Regions from separate parts of the Mus musculus genome. Here regions 1 and 3 are each linked to region 2. Evidence: chromatin contacts called from public promoter capture Hi-C data. All regions are on one chromosome and are shown on one strand. The core of a region is the stretch at or near the end of the contact, and the rest is flanking DNA. Distances in the headings are between cores, read along the strand shown. Region 1 holds the start of Lgr4 (leucine-rich repeat-containing G protein-coupled receptor 4). Region 2 holds the start of Bbox1 (butyrobetaine (gamma), 2-oxoglutarate dioxygenase 1 (gamma-butyrobetaine hydroxylase)). Region 3 holds the start of Slc5a12 (solute carrier family 5 (sodium/glucose cotransporter), member 12).

The links. Promoter capture Hi-C pulls out the DNA fragments that hold promoters and counts their contacts.
Region 1: a contact with region 2 is called in a promoter capture Hi-C map of liver, with 2.3 times the contacts expected there. The contact joins the promoter of Lgr4 here to the promoter of Bbox1 in region 2. A contact is called at or near these places in 10 of 39 promoter capture datasets (the 3T3-L1 cell line, 3T3-L1-derived adipocytes, the C10 cell line and 5 more), 6 of 484 Hi-C or Micro-C datasets (cerebral cortex, embryonic fibroblasts, embryonic stem cells and 1 more), 1 of 115 datasets of contacts at active chromatin or transcription factors (hepatocytes) and 1 of 9 other capture datasets (adipose tissue).
Region 3: a promoter capture Hi-C map of stem cell-derived epiblast-like cells shows a contact between it and region 2, with 2.5 times the contacts expected there. The contact joins the promoter of Slc5a12 here to the promoter of Bbox1 in region 2. A contact is called at or near these places in 3 of 39 promoter capture datasets (embryonic stem cells, hippocampal neurons and stem cell-derived epiblast-like cells), 1 of 115 datasets of contacts at active chromatin or transcription factors (intestinal villus epithelium) and 2 of 9 other capture datasets (adipose tissue and liver).

What each region holds. Positions count from the first base shown.
Region 1 is chr2:109,916,368-109,919,934 of GRCm38.p6, reverse strand. It overlaps Lgr4 (leucine-rich repeat-containing G protein-coupled receptor 4), which reads right to left and starts at 2,288. Exons shown (of 18, transcript NM_172671.2): 1 at 1,630-2,288. The coding sequence starts at 1,814.
Region 2 is chr2:110,303,911-110,307,457 of GRCm38.p6, reverse strand. It overlaps Bbox1 (butyrobetaine (gamma), 2-oxoglutarate dioxygenase 1 (gamma-butyrobetaine hydroxylase)), which reads left to right and starts at 1,733. Exons shown (of 7, transcript NM_130452.1): 1 at 1,733-2,044. The coding sequence starts at 1,826. All of the region lies in intron 1 of Gm30319 (a long non-coding RNA gene), which reads right to left.
Region 3 is chr2:110,595,796-110,599,086 of GRCm38.p6, reverse strand. It overlaps Slc5a12 (solute carrier family 5 (sodium/glucose cotransporter), member 12), which reads right to left and starts at 1,788. Exons shown (of 15, transcript NM_001177624.1): 1 at 1,147-1,788. The coding sequence starts at 1,485.

The DNA of each region.
Region 1 (3,567 bases), core at 1,039-3,538, 390 kb after region 2:
AATCCTAACTTTTTAACTAATAATATAACTCATCTGAAAAGACCTTGGTTAGCACACTCCTCAAACTCTAATACTCTTAAAAATAATAATAATAACCATAATTCTATGTGGTTCTGGTAAAGTCAGTTCTCTTTCTGCCTGAATTCTCTATTTCCAAAGAGTTTCAAGAAACAGGAAAACCCTAGCTCCTCACCTGCCAGCCCTGCTCAGATTTAATAGACCTCTATGAGCAAATCGCTTCACATGGTTTGGTGAAAAGTCAAATATCATTTCGAAAGAAAGGGTCTTTCCAGGCATCAACAACACCTAAGACTGGGCCAAAATCTGAGACTAGGGTGCAAAGCCAAGGGTCTCAGTTCTCCACATCCCCAACCTGAGAGGGCCAGCCGAATGCCTCGGCACCACCCACCTGGAAATACAGTGATGCCCCAGCTTGCCTAAAAGGGAGTTTTCCCTTCACACGATCTGTTATTCCTTTAAAGCTACGCCTAAGAGGTCTCTTTTGATAGCTTGAAGGTAAAAAGGAAGTTTCCTTTGCCAGAGGGCCTCTCGGGGCCCCTTCCTCTCTAGCAGGTCTTTGACTGCTCCTGATTTAATCATGCAATAGGCCACACAACACGAGAAGGCTGAAAGGGCCATACAAGCTGCCCTCCGCTCAATTACCCCATTCTTTTTCTACGGGTGGCATTTGCCAACATCACCTCCAACACCTATTTCAGATTCCCCCTCTTCCCTGAGATGCTAAAGGCTCTCTGGGTCTCTGGGGAAGGAGGTGGGGAGGGTCAGAACCATCTATGCTACTCTTCCTGACCACAGGCAGCTCACACGAAAGGCTCTGCTGAAGGTACAGGCGGAAAACGGTTGCCCACCTTACAGACTGCACTGATCACATGCTCTAGAACTTTCTCTCCCAACATTCTCTACCTCAGGTCAGCATTCCTTCTTTTAAATGCCTTATTCACTAAGGATCCCCGCCCAGGGTAGGCCGAATCCTTCTCCTCCTCCCTGGGCTCTGCTCGTGGTAATGAGTCCCGAGTGGATCTGAGCTAAGGTGTCACACTGCACAGGCAGGACGGGGCCAAACTGGAAAGCGATTCCCCTTCTTAGGTACAGGTGTTTCTTCACTCCGCCTGCGGGAACCCTGGGGGTATTCAGGTGCTTCCCCATGGAACGTGCCTGGTCGGCAAACGCAGGCCAAGTTCTAGGCGCCCTCATCCGTGGCCAAAGTTTTGCCAGCCGAACAGGGGGCCGCATGGGGGAAGAGGTCACGTGAAAGGCTGCCAAGGGCAAGCGTTTCCAGCATCCTCCCTCCTGGCCCTAAATGCACTTGCGATTTGAGGTGGGGGGTGGGGGGTAGGAGGTAGTAATTGCACCCCCCCCCCCAAAAAAAAGCTGCAAAAAGAAAAAGCTCCTAGAGGTTCAGATTCAAAGTGGCTAAGTCTGGAGAGGCCAGCATACGGGAAAGGGGGCCAATCCCCCTGACCCTCCAACACACACACACACACACACACACACACAGGTGATTCGTGCACCCCCAGGGCGCTGGGGTTGGGGGCTGGGGTCGAGCCCTGGCTCCGCCCCGCAGCGCCCGCGGGTCCCTCAACCCGCAGCCCGGTCGCCCGCACTCACAGTGCTTGGGTGAAGGCGCTGAGCCCCTCCGGTACCGCCGTCAACCCCTTCCCGGAGCAGTCCACCCGACGGTCGCCGTCGCAGCTGCAGGGCGCAGCGCAGAGAGGTGGCGCCGCGCCGCTGGGCCCGGCCGAGCCGAGCAGCCCCAGGGCGAAGAAGCAGAGCAGCCGCAGCGGGCCCGGCATTGCTGCGGCCGCCGCCCGCGCCCGCCTCTCCCGCGGCTCCTCTCGCTCGACTCGCCTCCGCTGCCCTCCGCCGCACCGCGCCGCACCAGGGGCAGCCGGCCTGCGGGGCTCGGGGCCCGGGCGCCGTCCCTCGGCGGTCCGCGTGCGCTCGCTTCCTTCAGCAGTCTGCCGCCGGAGCGTTAGGACGCGGCGCTCCGCAGTTTCTCCCTTCCCGCTGCTCCATGGACGCGCACCGGCAGCCCCGCGGCTCAGGCCAGCCGACCCGGCCCAGAGCGGCTGCCCGGGCCGCGCGCTGCCATCGCCGCCGCCTCCTGTCCCGGGCCTCCTCCAGCCGCACAGCTCCTCAAGGTTGCGGAGCGCAGCCTCCAGCCATGCCGGCCAGGCGTCCCAACCCCCGCCCCAGCTCTCACAAACACCCTGGTTGTCCGCGCTCTCCCCGAGGCGGCTCCCGCTCCGCGCGTCCTTTTCCCTTCTAGGGTTGCACGCTCGCCTCGGGAGCCCCTGGCCGCCGGGTTATGCAAATCATTTAGGTACATGCAAAACTAACCCCGCTCCGGGAGCGCTATTGGTCAGGGGAGGTCTCGAGCTCATTACTATGCAGGCAGTGGAGCCATTATTGGTCAAGAGGAATGGGGCGTGTTTCTCTGGAATGAGTGACAAGGTTGTGCTGCTGCTGCTGGGGCTGGTAGTGGAGGTTCAAGTAAAAGCCCTGACTTGGCTGGATCTGCATGTCAGGTTGTGTATTGAAGGTAGACAGATCGGAAGACCAGGAGTCTGCTGTTTCCCTCCCCCACCCAGTTTTTTTCTCCCCTCCGCAGAAATTGGATCTCCTAAATTGGATGACCTGAAAAGTAAAACTCGCCTCCAGCTTTCAGACGTGTCAAATGACTCTTCGCTGTTCTTAAGGGCAAGGGCACTGAGAGCTTTGCAAACAGAGGAAAGAAATGGGGGTGGGGGTGGGGGTCGAAAAGGAGGGAGAAACATTTCTTTCTATCTGATCCAAATTTTTGAGTTCAACCGTGCACTAAATTAAAACAGCGTGACCCCTCCTGTATCTCACATCACCTCTGAGATCTTAGTACCCTTTTTCATTCACACTTGGGAGCTAAATTAGCGGTTAATCATCCATGACACCAATCAGACTTCTTTCTCCCTAAACACAAGGATGTTGAGGAGTCCAGCCAAGGAGGTGCCGGTTAACCAGCACTGGAAGAGAACATTTGAGTGCCAGCTGACTGCCCCTGAGACACCAGAAACAACTTGTGTGTTAACTATCAGCATCCCTTCCTTTTTCCCACATAATGTTTATAGAAAAAAAAAAATCAGCATTCTCAGTGCCTCTTTTCTTGCTTTCTCCTAGGCCTTTGGTTGTTTTTACTCTAGATTGTACACATTTTTAATGAACCCATTACATTAGAGCAAGAAGAGCATTAAAATATCTATACTGTATAAAGTTAACTAGCCACCTCATGCAAATAAAAAAAAAAGAAAATGTAAATAAATTAACGAAAAGCTAGCCGATTTCCTAAATAAAAAAAAAAAAATCTACCATCTCTACATTAAAGAATATGCTAAATAATAATAAAGTCAGGTTGAATCCATATACTCTAAAGTTATGCTAATGGATAAATAAATACAGACAAGTTTTAAGAAAGATGAATTTCCTCACTATAAGGTTGAAAGAGAACTTTAAAAAGAAAGACCAGTGGCGCTCAGACTTTATAGACAAGGCCTCAGAATCTCTTGGATACCA
Region 2 (3,547 bases), core at 484-2,983:
CCAATATCAGTCACAGATCTTTCTAGAGTAAATTAAATAAGTTTTTTTTTTCTAAGAAATAATTGAGACCATTTGATCCCAGACTTTTGTTTACATTGTAAACCTCTGTTTCCATTGTGGTATGGTAATCTTTGTATCTTGTAATACCACATGTACAAAAGAAGATATTGTTACATATGAGTGCTAACTTTTGCTCAATGCCCAAGCAAGTGAAAGAGTACTGCTTTCTGAATCAAGCATCACATGATACCACTGTGCTAAAGAAAGCGTGAACAAATTTATAAAGGACAGCCACACTACTGTTCTTGGCCAAAAATGTCCCATCGACCACTTTTATGCACACCATGGGCTAAGAATATTTGTTATATTTTGAATGGAATTTTAAAATTAAGACTACAAATGAGAAATTATATATGCTCTACAAACCTAATAGCCTAGAAGTCCTTTTGTAAAGATTATTTGGTGACCCCTGACAGATTTTTTTAAAATAGTGCTATTTCTCTCTTTTGTCAAAGGATTTATTTTGTTTTTAATTATGTGTATATATGTATGCCTACGTGTAGGTTTGAGTAGGTGACAGCAGTTTGCCAAAAGTCTTTGCTTTGCTTGGTCGGTCCCTGGTGCTGTTTCAGTATCGGATACAGTGAAGGTGTGTATAAGCAGTTACTGTGCTGTGTGTCTGTCTTCCTCTCTTATCCCAAGGTAGCACTGCCTCTCTGCTCTCTTCTGTTAGAAGAGCTAGAGGTGCTAATGGTCCTATGAAAACACTTAAAGCATTCTGGTTTTTTCATGTAAACTTTATCTTTTTACTAATGTCTACTCTTTGAATATATATTGAGAACCCTAGATAAACATGAAAAGTTAAGTCTATAACATTCCCTGATTCCTGAATGTCAGGTATACGGTCACTAATGAAATAAAGAGTTGCCCAGTCTAAGTACCCTGGTGCCTTTCTTTCATGAGATTTCTTCTCCTGTAACTACTGCATTGCTACAAATTTGATGGATTTTGTAATAAAAAGGAGCCATACATTCCAATCAGAATATAGATTCATAAAGCTCCCCCCATAAACATTCCAGATAAAGTAAGACATTCCAAACAAGCAAAGGCAGAAAACAAACCCAGTAAGCTTTTAAAGGACTTTGGTATTTTTATATTCCAGTGAGAAATATACTGTGCAAGTAAAAAGTAAAACTAGAACAGAAATAGTACCATGTTCTAAGTCGCATTACCCTTTAAGCAAACTAATTGCATTAATATTCCCTTGATGGTAATTATGAATCATTGAAGCAGTTTTTGTTTCAAAAGCCAGATGCCTCTGTCATTGGTTAAAACAACAGAGGCATTTTGTGAGCTGGGACTGAAGTTCAACGGTAGAATGCCTGTCTCACGTGTTTAAAGTCCTGGGCTCACTAAAACACCAAAACAGAGAGGCAAACTTAACATTTTCCATTTGCGTAGCGGTTTTCCCACAGTGTTTATGCAAATGTGATTATATCACTGTGTTTGCCCTTGTTTCTTATTTTATAATCTAAAATTTCTGTTAAAAGAACAAGGAATTCTCTTGATTTGGATTTGATGTGGCATTTTTATCTTACAGCTAGTCACTGTGCTTCTGTTTACAACATGTGAAATACTCTAATCAGAACAAAGGTCCCGGCATGGGGCGAACTGTAGGCTCACACTGCTGAGTGGTAGGCAGAGGCCAGAGTCCACTTGCAGTATTGTAGAGATCAGGTTCAGGTACAATCTGCCAGCCTACTATAATTAACACTGATTTGTCCTAGCAGGTGGCTGATAGGATTTATCACCAAAGACCAGAAACATGCACTGTGCCATCCTAAAGGCAGAAGCAGTGGATGGGGCTCATTTGATGCAGATCTTTTGGCACGATGGGGCAGAGTCCCTCTACCCAGCAGTATGGCTGAGAGACAACTGTCAGTGTTCAGACTGCTACCTACATTCTGCAAAAGCTCGGAAACTTCTCCTGGAAGCTCTTGATGTAAACATTAGAATCGATGATTTGACATTTGACCGGAAAAAGGTAATTACGTCTAAATGCTCTTCCCCTTCTCTGTTGAGTTAGATCAAGGGGTTAGTCTATAGTAATTTAAGTAACTCTTTTTTAACTTCTCATATATAGAGGAAACCCTCCATGGACATGGTTGTACATTGTTTGATAGGGTAGGAATATTCAGTGGAAAAATCTACTGTTGTTATCACTACTACAACATTTTATATTTTTATTTTTAATAGGCTTACTTTTTATTTTAAATGAAATTTCATTACATCACCTTTTCTTTCTTTTTTCCTTCATCCAACTCATTCCATATTCTCCTCACTCCCTCTCAAAGTAGTGGTCAATTTCCCTTTAATATTGTTACATATACACATAAATAAACATATAAATATAGCCTACTGATATATTCTGGTTTCTCTTCAGAATGTATGATATTTTGATTTTAAAACTACTACCATCTTAATACCATATGCAAATTTCCATTTTTTATTCTTTTAGGGGGAAGCAGGCTTGAAACACAATCATGCAATTTATACCATGAAAATGGTGCATCTGGCACTCAGTTTGCTGCTCTATAAAGCTAGAAAAGTACAGAATTTGTCCACAGAAATGCCAAACGTTTGAGAGGCTCTGCCAGACCCAGACGAATACAGATGTGGATATATACAGCCAAACATTGGACTGAGTGTGGGGACCCCAATGGGGAAGTTAGAGCAAGGACTGTAGGAGCTGAAAGGGTTTGCAACCCCATAGGAAAAATAACAATATCAACCAACCAGATGACCCCCCCCAAAGCTCCCAGGGACTAAACCACCAACCAAACAATACACAGTAGGTACCCATGGCTCCAGCTGGATATGTAGCAGAGGACTGCCTTATCTTGTATCACTGAGAATGTAGGCCCTTGGTCCTGTGTAGGCTTGATGACCCAGGCCGCTGAGACAGGAGTGGATGGGGGGGGGAGCACCCTCATAGAGGCAGGGGAAGGGAGGAGGGGATAGATAGCATGTGGAGGGGAAACTGGGAAGGGGGATAACATTTGAAATGTAAATAAATAAAATACCCATTAAAATATAATCATTTAAAAAAAAACAGGAAAAGAAATGTCAGGGGATGAGACAATCTGGGTGCAAATGTTTATCCTGCAGAAGTCGCTCAGAAATCTTACTGATTAGCACTGTTTATCCAAACAACTGCATATGTGCATAAGGCATCCTAAAATCATCAGTCTCGGTGCCAACCACATGTGCTGTCGAACCTGCTTCTCTGTTGCTTATTTCCGAATCCTCCCCAGAAGGACAAACGTGACAGAAATGCCTGTCTTTCCCCACTCTTCTGTCCTCTCAGCTTTCTTCTCTATTCTCAATTCTCACCCTTAGTAGTCAGACCTTCTCAGAGGAAGTTTGAGTATAATCTACAGTGTGTAAAGCAGAGATGCCATGCTAGTAAAATTCTATTTCTAATCACTCTAATTCAGTAGTATTAAAAAGAAAAGCAATTGCAGAAGACAGAAATGTATAGTTGTGC
Region 3 (3,291 bases), core at 539-3,038, 290 kb before region 2:
TTGGTTTTCAGAAGTACATTACAATTGAATAGCATCTGTGCACAGTTTGTAGAGCTAAGCCTACATTTACTTGTTTTTCTCTTGGGGTTGTGTCTCAAGCAATGGCTGTGGAATTGCCTAACTGTGATTAATTTCTTAGCAGCACAAGATAATTAATGTTGAACATTTGGGATAAGATAGTCCATGCAACTGAATGTCTTAAGACCTACTGGAGAATATGTATCTGCATGAACAGCTTTGGAAGACTAGAGAAACATTTTGTGATCATTTATCTCAGATTTTTTTAAAGTAAGTTTTTTTTATGAGTCTTCTGCTATGACTTTCAGGGTTTTTGGCAATGAAGTTCAATATTTTTTTCTTCACAAAAAAGTGATTTATAAGCACACTTAAATACTGGGCATGAAAATTCAGTTTTGAACATGTTGGTTTTATTTAGCATTGTTTAAAGGCCAAAATTTCATAGTCTTATTTCCCCTTCATTACAATAATTTTCCTATTTTTATTATTTGGGAATTTCTTTCTACTAAAATATTTCTCACTTTTCCAAAATATTCCCAACTGCTACTTAAAACTGGAATGAAGCAATAATTAGCATTAGGGAGCTACTGTTTGATATACAGGCCTTTAAATGATCATATATAAATATTGGCTTCTCAGTAGATATTTATCTAGTTTTAAAACAGGACTAACATACCTATCTAGATCTTACTTTTCTCTGCTGAAAATTATAATACTAGTACCCTGTATTCCGTTTACTTTTTCAGAGTGGTCACTCTAATGACAATAAAAATAGCATTATCTCTTTTAATCTTACTTATCTTTCATCAATTAAATAGTGCATCCATTTTTTTTTATCATGGATCCTTATTAAATCATGGAACTAGCCAGCGGGAGTGACATTACTAGTTACCTTCTACAGAGTGACAAACAGATGTGTCTACAGCCAAAACCTAGCACTATACCTCCCACCCCATATACTACATATTGTCTTTTTTTAAACAGTGGGGAATTGCCTTGAAAATAGTCATCTACTACTAATGTCAAGATGTCATAGAAAAACAACAAAGCAAGAAAAAGGAAGACTCGTTGTGTGGAAAGCAAGTGCCATCTCCTTGCTGTGATGGGGGCAGGGAGGTGGTCTCTTACCTCATAGGTGCTTGTGATGCCAGACCTGTAGAACACAGGAAGAAAGAGCTCAGATGTGAAAAAGACCACAAATACATATGAAATGAGGAAAAGGAAGAAGGATGCCCCAAAGCGGTAGACTTCAGCAGGAGTCCCCAGGACAGTGACAGCTGACATGAAGCTGGCTGTCAGAGACAAAGCTACAGGGCCAAAGCTCATTTGCCTTCCTCCTACTAAGAATTCCCGAGATGTTGTCTTTTTTCTCTCCTTTATGGCAAAGAACACGCCAATTCCAGAGGAAATGACGAAGAGACCTGCAAACACAACATAATCCCAAGCTTCAAAGTTCTTCACCCTCATGCTTGGAAGTGGAACACAAGAGAGTCTCTTTCAAGCAGGGCTCACTGAGATATTTCCAACAGCCAAAACTTTTTTCAGATGGAAGGAAGAATTTGGTTCTCTGAAGAGTTGAAGATCATCCATCCATGTCTAAGTTTTCAGATACTCAACAGTCCTCAAAGTTCTCTAAAGCTGGCTGTGAAACTGACACCAAGGGGGAAAAAATGACAAATTGGGATCAGATTCTGGCCACTAGCTGTCTGCGTTTCTTCTGCAACATCTGACAGAAGACTCCTGAAGTTTCTGGGGGGTAGAGGGAGTAGGCTGGCCCGATGGCATGCTTTTATTATCTCCTAGATTTTTTTAAAATGAAAGTTAAACATTATTAGGAACCATGGAGGTGATAAAATTTGACTACTTCAGCATTTCATTATTCCTGAAGTGGAACATAAAAATGCAAACACAACTGTCAGTGGCATCTGTCTCCTGACTAAGGGAGTGTGGCGTGTTCATACCTATAATTGCCAGGGCTGTGGGGTGGAGGGTAAAGAGCAATCAGGAGGTAATCCAGAGACCTTTGCCCACATCACAATCACAGCTCTGTTACTGTTAATAAAGCACTTCACTTTCCTGAGCTTCCCCTGGAACACTGGCATAAGACACCATGAAACTTTGAATCTCACACTTCCTGACACCTTTTGTTCTTATATCTCTGCACTTACAATAGAAAACTTTAAATAGAGCAATCTCCCTTGACTTTCCAACTCAGAGAATGGATTAACCAGTAATTGATAAATCATCTGGAGCCCACATTATTTTCTCCTCCAGTCTGTTATATTCACTTGTTTTTTATACTAGCATACAAAGACTAAGTTAGTGTTACAACCAAGTCCAGTAAGAGGATAAGGAAGATGGAGTGTGGTATTCCAGCTTCTCCTCTTTGTAGATCCTTGGACAACTGGAATCATCTCTTAGTAGGACATAAGCAAGGAGATGGTACTTGCTTTCCACACAAAAAGTCTTCCTTTTTCTCGCTTTGTTGTTTTTCTATGACATCTTGACATTAGTAGTAGATGACCATTTTCAAGGCAATTCCCCACTGTTTAAAAAAGACAATATGTAGTATATGGGGTGGGAGGTATAGTGCTAGGTTTTGGCTGTAGACACATCTGTTTGTCACTCTGTAGAAGGTAACTAGTAATGTCACTCCCGCTGGCTAGTTCCATGATTTAATAAGGATCCATGATATAAAAATGGATGCATGAGATATTCTCTGCTTGCTCACACTGCTTTTCTGTCCTCATCTCAACAAATCATTCCTAGTATACAGGATCTAGTTATGTATCCTCTGCTTTGTATCCTGTCTGGTCCCTCCAGTTTAATTCTTGTAGTGATCTCATAGTCCTCCCTCATACCTGGCAATTCTTTTCATTTGTTTTCAATAATTTCTGCACATCCAAGCCTGTCTGTGTGTACTTGGATCTGATGCTACAAATGACAAACTTCATAGAGACAGAGGCAAAGGGTCTTCTTCCTATACTCTGTAAATATTAACAAATAAAAATAGAAAGCAGTCAAAATCCAAAAGGAGAAATTTTAAGTTATCTATGATGTTCAACAACTGAACACTTTCTCTTAAACAGAAGAAATTCTTAATTTTGCTCTTGGATAACTGAGCCAGTCTTGATTATTTGTTCAGGCTAGACAGCAATCTCAGTTTCTAATTCTCTTCAGGGACCTGTATTACATGTCAGAATGTTCCAAAGGCAGATTCAAGAAGTGAAGACCTTCTACCCCCAATAACCCCTTTGTGTTCTGTTTTTTAAA